2 separate regions of the Pan troglodytes genome follow, and region 2 is linked to region 1. Evidence: chromatin contacts called from public Hi-C data. All regions are on one chromosome and are shown on one strand. Each heading gives the region's core, a stretch centred on a gene start, on an enhancer-like site or on the middle of the called end of the contact. The rest is flanking DNA. Distances are from core to core; before and after follow the strand shown. Region 1 has its middle 43 kb from the start of RIC1. Region 2 holds the start of AK3 (adenylate kinase 3).

The links. A called contact is a pair of places that touch in the nucleus more often than the background predicts.
Region 2: a Hi-C map of blood shows a contact between it and region 1, with 6 times the contacts expected there. The contact joins the promoter of AK3 here to the enhancer-like site in region 1. A contact is called at or near these places in 2 of 7 Hi-C or Micro-C datasets (blood and stem cell-derived neural progenitor cells).

The regions. Positions count from the first base shown.
Region 1 is chr11:110,335,525-110,341,860 of NHGRI_mPanTro3-v2.0_pri, forward strand. No RefSeq gene overlaps it. Among named protein-coding and RNA genes, the nearest start is that of RIC1, 43 kb to the left of the region's middle. Within about 2 kb of position 2,802, at least 1 of the 24 cell types and tissues checked has an H3K27ac peak or open chromatin away from gene starts, as enhancers often do.
Region 2 is chr11:111,163,040-111,169,174 of NHGRI_mPanTro3-v2.0_pri, forward strand. AK3 (adenylate kinase 3) reads left to right here and starts at 1,919. Exons shown (of 6, transcript XM_054657906.2): 1 at 1,919-2,270. The coding sequence starts at 2,120.

The sequences.
Region 1 (6,336 bases), core at 1,552-4,051:
AGGGGTTAAGTAAAATAATTCATGCAAAACACCCCACATGGTACTTAGCATAGCACGCTTTCGTATGTGTTAATTTCTTCTTCACTTTTATTTGGGCAATAGGCCCAAGAGAACTTAGGGGAAGGATGAATGATAAGTAAGTAAGGCAAGGAAAGGAATGAAAGAACATAGCCTTGGATTGGCAATCTGCAGTCCATTAAAGTCAGCTGGTTCAGGGCATGGTACCCCAGCATGTGAACTAATTTGCATTTTTAATGCCCGTCGGCCTGATATCATGGGAATGTGCCCAGCCAATTTGGGAAGATCATTCAAACCATCCACAAGGACCATGTATAGCAGAGGTGTCCAGATTTCACCAGCCTTCAGTGGGCCACACTTCTCATTAATGCCCAAATAACTTTCAGCTTCATCCCCTTATGTAACTGTGAGAAGATTAGTCTCTGACTTTTCCCAAAGAATTTCTGGAAATTCCCAGGAATTCTTACCATCTACTAATAGAGCCCCATTAAGAGTCCATCTTGTAATTCCCCGAAACAGAGAACAAGACTATCACTTAACAAAATTTTACTGAAAGAGATGTGGGAAAGAGATTTTACTGAAAGAAAATCATGAGAAGAAATAACAAGGCAGAAAAGAAAAATAAACTGGGCCTTCTAGAACATCCCCTACCCTTACCTCATAGGAGGACTATCTCCCCTTTATTCCCTGTCCCTCTACCTTGTGGTAGGGATCAATATTCCTACAGATAACAAGAGTCCATTGACCATGGCTCCCCTTCCCAGACCCCAAGGAAAACAGTCTCAGGGCTGCTCAGTAAATATTTGTTGAATTAATGAATGGTCTTAACCTTCCCGTTCCAGATTAAGATCTTGGCTTTATAGTTATGTGATTGTTAAAGTTTTTATTTAGATTTTTTCCCCTCAAACAATCAGTTTCAAATGTAAATTTTGAATCTCCCTTCTGTTATACACTTAAAGATCTGTTAAGGGGTAAAAAAAATTTACCTTCCAGATAGGTAATTTTTTTAATTTGGCAACTTGGGAATAGTAGCTTTTCTCTGTCCTTGCACCCAACTTCTTAACTTTAACAATTAAGATTTTATGGGCCCAATGGCCCCAGCCTAAGCTGGTGCACCTCGTTACATAGGGCATTTACTGTTGAGAGCATATTTCTGAGAATCCCAAGATTTTCACTTTTGCATAAAGGCTGACTGAGTAGACTCTCTTATCCTATAATATAGCTTTTAAAACAAATTATTATGCTAGTAGCTAATTGCTCATTAAGATCTAGCTTTATGGGCTAGGCGCAGTGGCTCATGCCTATAATCCCAGCACTTTGGGAGGGCGAGACAGGCGGATCACTTGAGGTCAAGAGTTTGAGACCAGCCTGGCCAACATTGTGAAACCCCATCTCTACTAAAAATACAAAAATTAGCTGGGCGTGGTGGTGGGTGTCTTTATCCCGGCTACTTGGGAGGCTGAGGCAAGAAAATCGCTTGAGCCTGCGAGGTAGAGGTTGCAGTGAGCCGAGAGTGTGCCACTACACTCCAGCCTGGGCAACACAGTGAGACTCTGTCTCAAAAAAAAAAAAAAAAGATCTGGCTATATTGCTATATACTAACTGTGGTAGGTTCTGTAGTTCCTCTCAATAACACTGCCAGGTAAGGTTCATTATTTTATGTATGAGGAAACTAAGGTTCAAAGAGAACGACTTGTCTGTAGTCATGCAGCTGGTTAATGGCAGAGCTGGATTCAACTCAGGCAAGCTACCTATACATCTCAGGGCAGGTGGGAAAGGGTTATGTTAGACTCAAGTAGGAAGCTTTATGAAATTGCTCCCCATTTCCTGCTTCTCCATGATATTCTGGTATGTACCCCAAATGGCTGTGAATCTTTGCAGAAGTCAGTGGTTGTTACTGACCGGAGAGTGAGGAATTATCTTCCATGTTTTGGGGGTGGTAAAAAGTCTGAGAACCACCACTACATGTTACTTCTTCCATCTGCCTTCCGCTGCTTGAGCCTTCAAAATAAAGTTGTAAGAAATTCCAGCTGTTTGCCCTTACCAATATAGCCCAGGGTGACTCTTACTTAATTCTGTATATGAGTTCCAGAAAATATAGAACTCTATAGAAAAAATGTATGGCACTTGGCTGAGATGTTCTGTTGACTTCCCTCCAGTCCTTATAAGATCACTTTTCCCTTCCTTGATTGTTGTCCCCCATTGACCAAACCAGCAGGTACTGGCCATTCCCCTCAGTGACTAAAGCTGTCAGCGTCATTACTAGGGTTAAGGCCCTGTCATGGGCTGCCCCAGCCACACACATATTCCAGCTGCTTTGCCTGTTTTAGTCATCCTGTGTGACATCTCTTCTTGTTATATAGGATATCACCTATGTAAAAGATGAGAGAGAGAGAGGGCTTCTGTGATCTGCAAACCCTTTGAAGACAAGGCTGATGTTTTACTATCTCTCTATCTTGGTGCCTAGTACAGTGCTTAGTACCAAATGAATGATAAAATACATGAGAAAGAACAGGATGGTCTCCTCATGATTGCACTTTTCTCAGGATAGGCCAGGACCCTATCTCCATTTCCATAGAAATGGCCCTTTCCCCCAGGTTCTGGTACATGGCCCTGGTTGAGCTAATAAACAGCAACAAAAGAACTTAAAGTCTAAAAATGCTTTGAGGCCTGAAAGAAATTATCTCTGAAGGTGAAGTGTTGAGGTAGAAAGATGGAGAAATGGGGGAAGTGCATGTGCAGGGAAAGGGCAGGGACTTCCCAGCTCACCTCCTGTCATGTCCAGATGCAGCCACACACTTTGCTTACAGTGACTTGTCCTGTCTGGAGGCAATTCTTTGAGGCAAAACTATGCCTTAAAGCCTTAAAGCCCAGCCCAGAATTTCACATCAGCCCTTCTCTAGTCCTGACATTATTCACCAGATAAAAGGCAGATACTTGCTATGTTTTACAAGTTTCTTGTCTGTGTCATCAGCCTTGTTCCATCCTTAGATACAAAGAGGGCTGAAAACAGGATGTTTGAAAACAGGATGTTTGGGTTAAAAAACAGGGTTGAAGAAAAAAAGAATAATATTCAGAAAAGAATGTGGCAAGTGGACATAGTTCTTAAGGAACCCTACAAATGAGACTTGAAAACCTGGCTCATTTCATGATTCATTGACTCAAAGATTTTAAGGACATATTTCAGCTGGTAGAAAAAAGTTCACTTGAGGATAACATCTTGAGAGTCAAGTTGAAGATAAAAGACTCCTGTTTCTGGTATCTCTGTGAAACATAGAGGAGGGTACCCTTTAGGACCAAGTACTTCATAGAAAGTTAGAGCTGGAAGGGGATTTACAAGCCATTTCATTTTAGTCTTCTCAGGAAACTGAGGCTCATAGGAGTTAAGCGTCTAGTTTGAAGAATTATGGGATCTTAGAGTAAGAAGATTTGTACTTCATCACCTAAGGGAAGAATACTTTCCAGAGTATCCTGAAAAATGGTAGCTCCAGGCTATGTAGATATATCCAGGAACCAGGAGGTTAACCTTTGATGAACAGCTCTAGTTGTTAGTGAATTCTTTCCATTTCTGGGCCAAATTCTGCTTCAATGTAACTTGCACCCATTGATCTTGGCTCTCATGTCTTCCCTTGATAATTCTTCTCCAGGAGAAAGGCACCCAGCTTCTTCCAGTATTCCTAGTCTAGGGGTGGCTTCAAGCCCGATTGCCATCTTGGGTGCTTCCCTCCAGATCTACTCTCATTTATTCATGTCCCAATTAACAAGTCGGGCCCAGAATAGAACAAAATATTCTAGAGGTAGGCTGGCCTAGACATAGTAGGTTCCATAGGACTATTTGTTCCCAGTTCTGAACAGTGTCCTGTCAACACTGCTGAAGTTCTCCTTAGTGTTTTTGTTTTGTTTTGAGACAGGGTCTCACTTTGTTGCCTAGGCTGGAGTGCAGTGGTGAGGTCATGGCCCATTGCAGCTTTGATCTCCTTGGGCTCAGGTGATCCTCCTACCTAAGCCTCCCTAGTATCGGGACTACAAGTGTGCGCCATCACGCCCAGCTAATTTTTGTATTTTTTATAGAGACGCAGTTTCGCCATGTTGCCCAGGCTGGTGTCAAACTCCTGGGCTCAAGTGATCCACCTGCCTTGACCTCTTAATGGGCTGGGATTATAGGCATGAACCACCATGCCCAACCTCCTTAGTTTTTAAGCAATTGGATTTCAATTCAACCTGCATTTGTACTTAGGGCACATTTGTAGTTTATGAGTATGATACTGTTTAAATTCTTTTCTATTAAATCCCCAGAACTTTTTCATATTAACTGCTAATAAACTGCTCTTCCATCTTAGGTGTGTGGATCAAAAGCAGGACCTTACATTCTACCTCTTTGGTTTTGACCTAGTGATTCAACCTGGGACTTAATTTTTTTATTTTTTATTTTTATTTTTTGAGGCAGGGCGTCACTCTGTTGTCCAGGCTGGAGTGCAGTGGTACAATCTTGGCTCACTGCAGCCTCAACCTCCCGGGCTCAAGCGATCCTCCCACCTCAGCCTCCCAATTAGCAGGGATCACAGGCACACACTACCACACCTGGCTAATTTTTGTATTTTTTATAGAGATGGAGTTTTGCTATGTTGCCCAGGCTGGTACTGAACTCCTGACCTCAAGTGATCTGCCCGCCTCGGCCTCCTAAAATGCTGGGATTACAGGTGTGAGCCATGGAAACCTGGGATTTTAAAATAGAAACTCTTCTATCCAACTGACTCTCTCTCCCTACTTTATTAATCATCATATATTATAAGCTCATCTTCTATGTTTTCATCCAAGTTACCCATAAGACAGAGGGAAAAGGACAATTTTTTAGTAGTTGCTTTGACAACCTAACCTCTTCTCTCAACCATATTCACTTACTCACAAGGATATAAATGTACATCTTGTTCTGTGCTGTGATTAAAAATCAATATATTCTATGTCTATGGCAACTCCATGAGCTACCAAACTTGTAAGTCCCTAAGCTACCAAACTGGTAACTTTTTTTTTTTTTTTTTTTTGAGACAGGGTCTCATTCTGTTTCCTAGGCTAGAGTGCGGCGGTGTATTCACAACTTACTGCAGCCTCAACCTCCTGGGCTCAGTCGATCCTCCCACCTCAGCCTCCCCAGTAGCTGGGACTGCAGGCGTGCACCATCACACCTGGGTAATTTTTGTATTTTTTGTAGAGATAGGGTTTTGCCATGTTGCCCAGGCTGGTCTTGAACTCCTGAGCTCAAGCCATCTGCCTGCCTCAGCCTCCCAAAGTGCTAGGATTACAAGTGTAAGCCACCATGCCCAGCCCAAACTGGTAACTTTACTGAAAAAGAAATGGGATAAATTAGGCAAGTTACTTAACTTCTATAAGCCCAAGTTTCCTCATCCATAAAATGTGAATATTTGTTCTACTCCCTTTACCAGGTGGTAGTGAGGCTCAATTAGTATAACAAGACATTTGAAAATGCTTTGTAAACTTAAAAAAAATTTTTTTTGAGATGGAGTCTTGCTCTGTCGCCCAGGCTGGAGTGCAGTGGCGTGATCTCAGCTCACTGGAAGTTCCTCCTCCCAGGCTCAAGCAATTCTCCTGCGTCAGCCTCCCAAGTAACTGGTGGGCACTCATCACCACGCCTGGCTAATTTTTGTGTTTTTAGTAGAGATGGGGTTTCACCATGTTGGCCAGGCTGGTCTCAAACTCCTGACCTCAAGTGATCCGCCAGCCTCGGCCTCCCAAATTGCATTTTTCTTTCCCTCCCTGCTCTCTTGAGCTACTCCTGTCCATGGGGAGCTCCCACCCACCCTGAATTCCTTTGGGTCTTATGGTCTGGTCCCACTTATCAGTCACTTGATTGCATGTAGCTTTGGTTTTTGTGGTGTATTTCTCCAGCTCACTATACATTCCTTAAACTCAAGGTAGAGCATATCTAATACATACTTTGTATTTCTCACAAGTACACAGTGCTGACTGGGGGGTTTCAGAGTCCCAAGACAGAGTCTGAAACACCCTGGCGACTAGATGAGCTGCCTTTATGCCACACAGCCCTGAAAGGGAGGGGACTGTGTCAGGGTAGTCCAGTGAATCACCCTGTCTCATTGATGAATGTAAGAAAGTAGAGGCTCTGGTCAACCTGGACTTAAACTTTCCATTTTGCTTCTCAGGGGATACAGCTGTAGCCTGCCAGACTGGCATTTTCCCTAACAGCTTTCAAATGTCACATTCCACTATAACACACTCACACACAGAAGCTGTTCTTTCTTTGTCTTCATTTTGAGAACACTCAGAAAAGTTTTTATATTTTGG
Region 2 (6,135 bases), core at 669-3,168, 830 kb after region 1:
AGTAATGAGTATGTATGAGCCCTGCTGGGCACAGTGGGGTGGCTCAAGCCTGTAATCCCAGCACTTGGAGAGGTCAAGGCGGGCAGATCATTTGAGGTCAGGAGTTTGAGATCAGCCTGGCCAACATGATGAAACCCCATCTCTACGAAAAATATAAAAATCAGCTGGGCGTGGTGGCGGGTGCCTGTAATTCCAGCTACTCGGGAAGCTGAGGTATAAGAATCACTTGAACCTGGGAAGTAGAGGTTGCAGTGAGCTGAGATCGCATCACAGCACTCCAGCCTGGGCAACAAAACAAGACCCCGTCTCAAACAAACAAAACGAGGCCGGGCGCGGTGGCTCACATCTGTAATCCCAGCACTTTGGAAGGCCAAGGCGGGTGGATCACCTGAGGTCGGGAGTTTCAGACCAGTCTAACCAACAGGAAGAAACCCTGTCTGTACTAAAAATATAAAATTAGCCGGGTGCGGTAGCGTGTGCCTGTAATCCCAGCTACTCGGGAGGCTGAGGCAGGAGAATCACTTGAACCCGGGAGGCAGAGGTTGCCGTGAGCCGATTGCACTCCAGCCTGGGCAACAAGAGCAAAACTCTGTCTCAAAGAAAAAAAAATGTACAAGGTATGTATTTTCTCTTTCTTTTCCACACCAGAAAGTATAAAGGCTAATGCCTTTTCTAAGTACCAGGCTGTCTACCTATTGAAATCCCCCATCCATTCACTCAGCTAAGATTCACTGACTGTCTCACCCTGAAGTCATTTCTATCTTCTTTGGAATCAGTTCTGGACCTCTGAGGAGAATGGTAACTGTGTTTTATTTTCAGAGAGGCTTCTTTCTGCCTTAGCATAGTGTCCCAGGACAAAGCAATGATAATAAATGGACAACCATTATTGAACATTGACCCTGTAGCTGGCATTGCACTAAGTACTACATTATTTTAACTCCTCCATTCTACTCCTCTATGCCCATTTTACAGGCAAAATGATACTCACTCGAATGTTTTTGTCCTCTGTTTCCATTCTTGAAACATGCCAAACCTCCAGTTTTAGGGCCTTTCCCTAAAACTGGACATAGGAAGGGCCCATGTCTCTCTCTTCCGTATTCTAATTAAGCGCTCGGCACACATGCCATCTCTTCACAGCCTTTCCGACCGCCTGTCTACAACAGCCTGCCTCCACAGTTTCACACACTCCTTTACGTTATTTATAACAGAGTCTCACTCAATGAAAGCTGGATTTCCTCTCCTGTAAAATGAGGTAGGCCCTCTCGGCTCAAGGTCACTCCCTGTGATTCTACACAGAGAGGGAGTGGGAAGAGGGCGCTCGGCAGCAGAGGAGGAGGAGGGAAGGGCGAAGGCGGGAGTGGGTGCAGAAGCGGGGGGTCTGGCGGTCCAGGGGGGTAGAGGGGAGGGGCGGATTCGAGTGGGCGCCAGGTGGAGCGGGGACAAGGGTTGTCAGGGGAGCACGAAAGGGGTCGCGGTGTGTCCGGCAAGGACTGGGTAGGGCAGCGCCTGCTATGGACTAGGGGCGAGGGCTACGAAAGGGTTGTTGGAGGGATGGATGCGGGTGGATTCCGAAACCAAGCGGCTCCGAGGGGCGACTAGAGGTGGGGAGGGGGCGCGCGGGAGTTGCCAAGGTCGGACAGAGGGGAGCGCGGTCTATCCGGCTGGGAATGGGCCGGACAGGGCGCGGGGTTCCGGGGTCGCGGAGAGGCGCGGAGGTAGATCTGAGCTGAGTGGAGGGCGCGTGGGGGTGGGTGCAGAGGGGCGCCGAAGGGATCCGGGCCCAGCCGGCCGGTGGAGAGGGGCCGCGGAGAGGCGCAGGTGGGAGCTGGGCGGCCGAGCGAGCGCAGAGGGGGCGCGGCTTGCGCGGCTGGGCGGGAACAGGCGCTCGGTCGGGGGCGGGGGCTGCGCCGGGGTCGCCGAGAGGCGGACGCAACAGCGGGGTCCCGCGCAGTCTGGGCGGCCCCAGTGGCTGTCGGCTCACTTCCGGGAACGCCGGGGAACCGCAGTAGCCGCCTGCTAGTGGTGCTGCCAGCCGGCCGGCGCAGGCTGCCGAGCGGGTGAGCGCGCAGGCCAGGCCAAAGCCCTGGTGCCCGCGCCGTGCGGGCCTCAGTCTGCGGCCATGGGGGCGTCCGCGCGGCTGCTGCGAGCGGTGATCATGGGGGCCCCGGGCTCGGGCAAGGGCACCGTGTCGTCGCGCATCACTACACACTTCGAGCTGAAGCACCTCTCCAGCGGGGACCTGCTCCGGGGCAACATGCTGCGGGGCACAGGTGGGAGCTCTGGGCCCAGGGCCGGCCGTGCGCTGTCACCCGGGTCGGACTTTGCGGGCGAGGGGCCGAAGCTGGGCACGCGGGTCCCTGGCTGCGGGCGCGGCATTTCCCTCCCGCCGCCCGGGACAGAGACCTCGGGCTGCTGAGCGACTGCGCCCCCAAACCTCCGGCCTCCGTGGGCCGCTTCGGGCGGGTTATGGGGTGGCGGTGGGGGAAGGGACTGGAAAGTTAGGTCAAGCTCGAAGTTCAGAGATGAAAGGAAACCACGGGGCTTTGTTTCAGAGGCCCAAGTCTTCCCAGTGGCAGCCACTCTTGGGGGTCCGTCGAGCTGAGCTGCAGCTTATTCAACGTGCTGGTGCATTTGGAAGACTGTCATTAGCCCTGCTAGAGTTTGCTCGTTCTGTTTTCTTTTCTTTTCTTTTCTTCTTTCTTTCTTTCTTTCTTTCTTTCTTTCTTTCTTTCTTTCTTTCTTTCTTTCTTTCTTTTTCTCTTTTTTGGTGTGGTTAAGCTCTATGAGATCTTGTAGTTCTGACCTTTCCCCCATATTCCCAAGGCCAAGTAGTATTTACCCTTGTTGCAGTCATAAAATTATCTCATTTTGATATCCTTAGATTTCGTAGACACGAAGGCTATTCTTGTGCATGGTTATATAAAATATTTTGTTTCTCATGCCAAATAAATTCTTACAGCTCGGCACGAAAGGCAGTTAAGAATCTACACTATACAATGGGTGGATTTGTGGTGTGTAAATTCCCTCTTAAGAGGGTTGTTTTTGAAAAGCTAGTAGCAGGAGTTTTTTTCTCAAAAAATGTTGACCTTACTTTTCAAAATAGAACCCGTTTTGAAACTCATTTTGAAACCCATTTACATAGAAATAATGCTTACACAAGGCCTTTTACTTTTGTTTTCCTTTTTTTTTTTTTTTTTGTGAGGATAGCAAACAGGATAGACGTGCATAGCATAAAAAACAGCGCCCTCTTTCGTTCCCTACCTCAGTCCCATTCTTCGGAGGGGAACAGAGTTTCCTTCTAGAAAGCTTTACTTTTTAAGCGCAGATACGTGTACCTTTTTTCTTTTTTTCTTTTTGGTTTGTTTGTTTTTTGAGACGGAGTCTTGCTCTGTCTGCCTCCTGGGTTCAAGCAATTCTCCTGTCTCAGCCTCCCTAGGAGCTGGGACTACAGGCGCATGCCACCACGCCGGGCTAATTTTTTGTATTTTTAGTAGCGATGGGGTTTCACTGTGTTAGCCAGGCTGGTCTCCATCTCCTGACCTCGTAATCCACCCGACTCGGCCTTCCAAAGTGCTGGGATTACAGGTGTGAGCCACCGCGCCCGGCCAACGTGTATCTTTTCTTGTATGTAATATGTGAGCACACTATGTGTATATACTCTGCACTAGTGTGGTTTCACTTTGTGTCTGGGATATATTTCACATGAAAACGGACAAATCCATTTCATTCTGTTTTTGTAGTATGTATTTTCTGAATCTAGTATGATTTATTTAACCAGTTCACACTTGTAATCCCAGCACTTTGTGAGGTCAAGGCGGGTGGATCACTTGACCTTAGCAGTTCTAGACCAGCCTGGGCTACTTGGTGAAACTCCGTCTCTATAAAAAATTCAAAAACAATTAGCGGGGCGCAGTGGCAGGCACCTGTGATCCTAGCTACTCGGGAGGCTGAGGAGAGAGAATCGCTTGAACCTGGGAGGCGGAGGTTGCTGTGAGTCGAGATTGCAACGCTGCACTCCAGCCTGAGCAAGACCCCATCTCGAAAAAAAAAGAAAGAAAGAACAAAGGTTGTTTGACTTGCTTGCTAAATGTTGTTAATGCGACATATTGAAGTAGTTAGGTGACATTAAACAGTCCCAGATACTGCTACTGGTTGGGGTCAGGTTAACCAAAGTCTAGCAGAGGAGGCCTGGCGCAATGGCTCATGCTTGTAATCCCAGCACTTTGGGGGCTGAGTCGGGCAGTTCACTTGAGGTCAGGAATTCAAGACCAGCCTAGGCAACATGAGGAAACTCCCGTCTCTACCAAAAATACAAAAAATTAGCTGGGCATGGTGGCTCGCGCCTGTGGTCCCAGCTTCTCTGGAGGCTGAGGTGGGAGTATCACTTGAGCCCGGGATGCAGAGGTTGTCATGAGCCGAGATTGTGCTACTACACTCCAAGCTGGGTGACAGACAGAGTGATACCCTGTCTCAAAAAAAAAAAAAGTAAAGCATATTTATTACAAAAGAAGGAAACTATATCTATTTCATACAAATGTAAAAAAGGTAAATTAAGATCCCTCATAATTCTGCCTTGCCACACAGAGATGATTATAATTAACTCTTGGGTGCATTTTCTTTTATTCTTTTTTTTTCTTTTTCTTTTTTATTTCTGTTGCATTTGTATTTGCAAAATGGTTGTATTCTAAAAACAAATTGTCATATTGTAAATGATAGGTTACTTTTTTATTCTCATTTATAGTGAGCATGTTCACACATCATTAAGCGTCTTAAAAGTGATGTTTAAGCTGGGCGGGGTGGCTCACGCCTGTAATCCTAGCACTTTGGGAGGCTGAGGTGGGTGAATCACCAGAGGTCAAGAGTTCAAGACCAGCCTGGCCAACATGGCAAAACCCTGTCTCTACTAAAAATACAAAAATTAGCCAGGCATGGTGGTGGGCGCTTGTAATCCTAGCTACTTGGGAGGCTGAGGCAGGAGAATCACTTGAAACTGGGAGGCGCAGGTTGCAGTGAGCCGAGATGGCGCCATTGCATTCGAGCCTAGGTGAAAAGAGCGGAACTCTGTCTCAAAAAAAAAGATGTTTAATTTTATCAAAGTTGTATAGTTATTAAACATTTTTATTGGACGCGTATGTTGTTAACTATTGTTTGTTGTAATAAATACTGTTATGACTATCCCTGCACATAAACATTTGGCAAATCTTTGCTTATTTCCTTCAAATAAATTCCTAGTATGGAATTTCTACAAATATGGTACTATCAAATAATACAACAGAAGGATTGTGCCAATTTAGTTTCCAGTCATTGTTTCATGAGGGTGCTATATTTTATAACCCATGGCTGTATTTTATAGCTAAGGTTTAAAATCATCCCAGGAGATATGATAAGGACACTGGAAACTTTAGGCAACTCATTGACAGTAGCAAAGCTGGAATAACTGTAGGTCATCACTGAAACTTGGAGTCAGGGAACTTGAATCTGCCCTTAAGACATTTAGTCCAGTCGTCTCTTTTATTGTATTTTATTTTTTTGAGACAGAGTCCCACTCTGTCGCCCAGGCTGGAGTGCAATGGCACGATCTCGGCTTACTGCGACCTCCAACTCCTGGGTTCAAGCGATTCTGCTGCTTCAGCTTCCCAACTCAGGTAGCTGGAACTACAGGCTTGCACCACCGTGGCTGGCTAATTTATTTTCAGTAGAGATGGTTTTGCCGTATTGGCAGGCTGGTCTTGAACTCCTGACCTCAGGTGATCCAACCGCCTCGGCCTCTCAGAGTTAGACCTCTCTTTTAGAGATGAGGAGACTGAGTTCAGGAGAACTTGCTTGATAGTAAACAGTATTTATTGGGGGATTAGGGTGAAAACGTAGATTTCTCCGCGTTAAATACTCTTTTCTCTATGCAGTATTTCCCACATTGAGATTCATGAGATAGACATGAATTAGACGATGAGATTCATGAGATAGACATTTTAGATAGACAAAAACTTTTTATTTATTTCAAAGCAGAATTGAAACAGACATAAATCTAGCACATCAAAGCTGTATTTCATGAAAATTATAGCTATTAATTTTTAAAGCTAAGTCACTTTAAAGAAAACTGTATAGTAAAGAACTATATAGTAAAGAAAAACTATA